2 separate regions of the Anser cygnoides genome follow, and region 1 is linked to region 2. The links are chromatin contacts, called in public Hi-C maps. All regions are on one chromosome and are shown on one strand. The core of a region is the stretch at or near the end of the contact, and the rest is flanking DNA. Distances in the headings are between cores, read along the strand shown. Region 1 has its middle 36 kb from the start of BCL6. Region 2 overlaps LPP (LIM domain containing preferred translocation partner in lipoma).

What was found. A called contact is a pair of places that touch in the nucleus more often than the background predicts.
Region 1: a contact with region 2 is called in a Hi-C map of liver, with 4 times the contacts expected there. The contact joins two enhancer-like sites. A contact is called at or near these places in 2 of 7 Hi-C or Micro-C datasets (both in liver).

What each region holds. Positions count from the first base shown.
Region 1 is chr9:16,302,974-16,305,673 of Taihu_goose_T2T_genome, forward strand. It overlaps the pseudogene LOC136791464. Among named protein-coding and RNA genes, the nearest start is that of BCL6, 36 kb to the right of the region's middle. Within about 2 kb of position 1,433, at least 2 of the 3 cell types and tissues checked have open chromatin away from gene starts, as enhancers often do. A contact at or near this core is called in liver, where this site is marked.
Region 2 is chr9:16,164,280-16,166,979 of Taihu_goose_T2T_genome, forward strand. All of the region lies in intron 2 of LPP (LIM domain containing preferred translocation partner in lipoma), which reads right to left. Among named protein-coding and RNA genes, the nearest start is that of LPP, 27 kb to the right of the region's middle. Within about 2 kb of position 1,447, at least 2 of the 3 cell types and tissues checked have open chromatin away from gene starts, as enhancers often do. A contact at or near this core is called in liver, where this site is marked.

The DNA of each region.
Region 1 (2,700 bases), core at 183-2,682, 140 kb after region 2:
GTGAAGCCCTGATTTGATGCCGCATTTCCTGGGCAAGTTGTGTAACCGTGTGACGGTTGTGTGCCCCCCCCTCCCACCCACCCACCCCGTGATGGGAGCAGGGGAGCAGGAACCTCTTCGTATGATGCTTCACTTTGGATGGAGGACTCTGGAGGAATCTCCACCGTAAAGCTTGTCACAAAGCGTGTCACAGGAAGCCCTTTGTCTCCAGGTCCAGCTTTTTAATAATAAACTAACTGCTTTGCAGAGCTTGTTTCCTAGACAGAGCACCAAGAAGGTATCATGACTGCCTGTGTACTAAACTCACCTTCCCCATGGCACACCTTGTCCTATTGGTAGCAGGACAGCACTGTCAGCCCCACCGAGGCAGGGGAAGCTGAGCACTGTGCATGCTGCAGTAAGGCAGAGGCAGATCCAGGCACTGCTGGCTTTCTAGCACCTGTGCCTCAACTGCGAGGCCAAATTAGTACTGAAGGGACCTGTATTTTACTGCCCCCTTCTTCTGCATTAATTAAAACACATCACTGCACACTTAAGCGATTTAAATGTTTTGGAACTAGTCTCGGGACAGCCAAGGGCATTCAAAGTGAAGGGAAGGCTGGCAGCTTGCCTTCGGCTCGCTGGCTTGCCTGTCTATCACCAGCACACGTCATGCATTACAAAACCGTGAGATCTCTGCAGATCCAGCAGCAACACTATGCAGGAGAGAGCAAGGCTGAAGTCAGAAATCCCTGGTCTTCCTGGGGCTCCATCACACAGACTGGCTGCCAACATCTCCAGTGACCTTTTTTCTTTTTCATTTTTTTTTTAACACCTCTCCTCTATGAAAAGCTCGTGGAAACTGCTACTGTAACAAGTACTCCACCACCATGGCTAATGGAAAGCCCTGCTAGACCTGGGAATTAGAATATATTCTTTCCTCTTGGGGATTTTTTTGGAGCTATCCAGGGCAAGAAAGAGGGAATTAACAGCACGTTAAATAAAATACAGGGCTTGCAAATACTGTGTTTAACCCCTGAGGTCATACTGAAGGTCAGGGTATAAGCGAACATTCCCCCGAAAGTCTGTTTGCCTTTCCATCACCTATCAGCTGGCTGCGGGAGGCTGCAGGAGAAGGGACCTCGGGTGACCTCCAGAGCTACTTGTGTGCTGTGGACTCCAGGCAGCAGACAGCTGACTACAGTCTAGAATGGAAATGAAGGACTAATTTGCCCAGGGACATTCCCTTTTGTATTTTAAAGTAATGCAAAGTGCCTTTTCACTTTCAGCTCTGGATTTTAAGGCCTAAGATGAAGAGTCACCAACATTAGATCCACACCATCACAATTGTAACATCAAAACAAGCGCTGTATTAAAAATAAACACAGCCGGCATTCACTGGCATGATTAAAATGCATACATATGGGTGAGGTCATTGTAATAAAGGCCTTATGCACAAACATGTGCATTTCTTACCATGGCCCTAGGCTCAGAGCAGGAACACTATGCATCCACAACTACCTGCTCTTGTGCAGTTGCATCAGCCCAGGCTCTCCAGCTGTTCAGAACATCTACCACAAGTGTCCTTATCACATCCATGTGCACTGACCTCCCCTTAACCCTCACAAAGACTAGAAAAATCACAGCCATGGTTTACTGCATTAGCAGAACATCTCTGATCACCAGCAGCCCACTATGTCAGGGTTCTGCATCTCCTCTGTCAATCATGTAAAGGCACATGCCGATGCCACTTGGAAATAAGTCCATGAAAATATTTCCTTTCTCCTACCTGTGTGCCTGGAAGAAGCTTCACCAGCCAAATGAAAGTAAACAGGACTTTCCAGAATGACATGAAAATCTGCAAAGCCATTAGTGTCCATCTACACACTAATGCAGATCTTCTGTAAGTCACTTGAAAAAACAAAGCAGGACTTCTAAAAAGTCCTGACCTTATGTACCTTCCTAGCTCATGTTGCATCAATGTTCCCATGCCTCCAGTTATTACCTGCCAAGCCTCCACAGCTCGGGTGAAACACCCCCTTCTCTGGCAAGCCCCTATAGCAGGCAGCAAAGCCGGCACGTGAGTCCCACCGAAGGCTCTCCTCTGTTTTGGGTGCCTCCCCGTGGGTGCTGCACCATCCAGTTGCCCCATGCTGCAGCTCCCAGTGGTGCTGGTGAGGCACCCAGACAGCACTCCAGAGAGAGGTCAGCTCTGGGAAAGGTTTTTGGAGGAAGTCTTCAAGTGGCTTTGGTCTGTTGGTCCTAGGCTTGCAGGTATCATGACTGCAGAGGCCCTGCCTGACTCTGGAGCAGTCCTGGGCCTCCACTGACCATACCAGTGACCATGAGGATCCCAGTGCTCCCCAGTACTGCAGAGAGAAATGTAACTGGGATGTTTGTCCTCAGACTGAGGTGACTGCTTCAACCTCAACAAATGGTGATTTTTGCATTACTCATCTTACTGGTGTCTCTCATACCCAGAAGAAACTCCAGCCTGCACCTCCTCCCAGCAGGCAGAGACAGCCATTAGCTGCCTCAAAGGAAAACCTCATCTTCCTCTTCGGGGAAGTCAATGTTGCTCAGAGCCCGGTGGAGGCTGTTTACTGACTTCGTTTCTTTCTTGATACCTGAGAGCTCTTTGGGAATGTCTCTGCTTGTGACATTTCTAAAGAGATGTCTGGGAACAAGCAGGAAAACAAAGCTTACTATGACTTTTGCAAA
Region 2 (2,700 bases), core at 197-2,696:
GCGCTGCCTCCAGGCCTGGGGACCCAGCTGGGCCTCGGCACCGCTGGTCCTGGTCTTCCAGCAAGCATGGAAGGGAGGAGACTGCGAGGGGAACAGAACATCGTCATTTCCAGCCCTGTCCCCAAAGACCAAGCTGGGCTACAAGCGGCTGGCGAAGCCTGGAGGCGCCACATCTAAGCACCGTTGAAGCAGGGGCTGCTCGAGGCACGGTGCAGGAGGCGGCGTGGCCCGGGGCCGCGCGTGCACACGCAGAGGCAAAGCGCAGAGCACGAGGAGCAACACAGACCCGGACTCACCGCCCTCCACGGCTCTGCACCACCGCACACGGCAAAGGGAGGTGGCTCCTCGAGCAAGTCCCCGTGCTGAGGCTTCGCATGCTGCAGCAGCTCCATGCGCCTCCCCGTGCCCCGTTTTCCAAGCCGTCACCTACGCTGTCTGCTCAGGCTGTGAACTCCTCAGGACAGCGGTTCTTTCCCAGCACAGCAGGGCCCTGAGCCCCGAAGCTGCACTTCATCCAAGCAGCTTGTTGAAACAACGTGGATTAAAATGCAACTGAAATCTGCAAACTCGAAACCCGACCTGCCTGCAGGAACACACCGCTGCAGTCCCTTCGCTGCCTGCTGGGGTACAACGCTTTTCTGCTCACATCCTATCCTTGTGCAAACTATGTCACGCATTTTTGTCTTCCCCCGAATAACCACGTCAGTTTTGCACCTAAAAGGCCTGATGCAAATCCGTATCTCTAAGAAAACCAAACCTCACGTTGAATATTAATCCCCATTTAAAAGGGCAAAAGAAAACCAAGCAAGACCTCTGCTAGAAAGTTACATCCTAAGTTTAAAACAAGGAGAGTACAATAACAAGTTTGAATCAGCCTAAAAATACCATTTAGCAAAGCAGATGCACGCATCACTAACCAGTGGTACGAGCTGTACACCGTTTTTCACCAACATCCCTTCCCAAGTAAAAGGACAAAGTGCAGCGCTTTCTATCTGAGGCGCAGGACTCGCTGCTACGCAACCCCCAGAGCCAGCACTAAAAGCACTCTATACGTGTTACATGCTCCAAATGACAAGAGGAATGCGGGATAGTGGATCTCCACTCCAGATTCCTGGGCATGGCTTTAGTTGCCATGAATAAAACAGGAAGCAAAACATGTTCCAGGTTCCCCCCCGCTCCCCTGACTTTCTCGATGAACTGCAGTTTCCTTTCAGGAAGGAGAAAGGAAAAGGGGAGAGAAAGAGAGGCAGACAGCTGCAGTATCAGACAGATAAAAAACCATCACACTAAGGAAAAATAAAGAATAACAGGAAAAACCACACACTGAACCTTCATACAGTTAAAGCTGTTAAACTTCTGCAGTTCCCTAACAAAACAGTTAAATATTAACGTCGGAGATAAATATATCCATGTGTTACACAGCCTTTTTAACACACACACTTGCTTAGGAGACAGAAATCTTTCTTAAGCTATACTTTACTTGCTGACCACATGCATATAACCGTACCCATTTAACCCTGCAGTGCTTTGCTGCCTTGGTGCATCAGCCAGAAACTACAAGGAAGAGCCTGACTGAATGGGAGCTGGCTTAAATTATCTTTGTACCTAGGCCTGAAGAAACATTTTGCCTTGGAGACCAATCTATTAAGCTAAATTTCTGAGCTCGAGAAAGTTTCATTGGGTCCTTTTCTGTCGACTGGCGATCCACATGCCTGCCCCTACCAGCAGCCACGCACACACTTTGATGCAATCCATCTGACTAAACAAAACAGAAAATCCCAAGTTGCTTGCTAAAGCAGCAATGATGCACTTACCAGCATCCAGGCAAGCTCCTTCGCTAATACGCTTCCCTTTCGAGCAGATCAAATTTGGAACAAGGTCCAGGAGCAAAAGAGAACTGAAAACTGACCACAAGAAGCTTCCAAAACAAGAAGGACAAAAAAAAAAACAAAAAAAACCTTACTACAGGAATTCAAATCCTGCTTCCACCAGACCCTGAGTCACCTCCCCTCCCTTGCAATAGATCAGAGCAATGGGTAAACATTTCCAAATATGGAGATCAAAACTCCAAAGGATGTCAAAAAAAATCACCCTTCTCTCCCTGCCTTTGGCATGGGGATGACTTGCCCCTCTCCAGCCTGAATTCCAGGCACCGCGCACATCACCGTGGCCGACCCACGCGCAGCCTGAACTCGGGGCCACGCGGCGCCGGCACGGTCCTGGCCCATGCTTGGGCAGCTCCCGGCTCGCTGCGAGACACCGGGCATTTCCATCCCCTCCCGGGGATGCCAGGGGAGATGCAATAAGGCAGCTCCCGGAGCCATCGCCCCGCATCCACAATTGCTGCTGCAAAGCTCCCTCTCGTCCCTCGACTCACCGGCAGGAGACCTCCCAAAGCTGTTTTTTTGAGTACTATTTGAAGGCAAATAGGTGAAATGGGGCTGTGCGTATAGCAACGCTAACTCAGCGCCAGAAAAGGTGAGACCCAGCAGTCAGAGCCGCCTGGCAAGCAGGGCACAGGGCACAAGCAGGACTGCGCATGGCCTCAGGCTCCTGCTCCGCTCCAGCTGCTCACCTGGGGCAGGGAAAAGCTCCCTGAACCTGACTCATCCAGTCAGCGCCTTGCGAGAAGCGTGCATGTGATTCTGCTTCATCAGAGGACAAACAGCTCTGCAGAGAGGAACACACCCTGGACGAGCA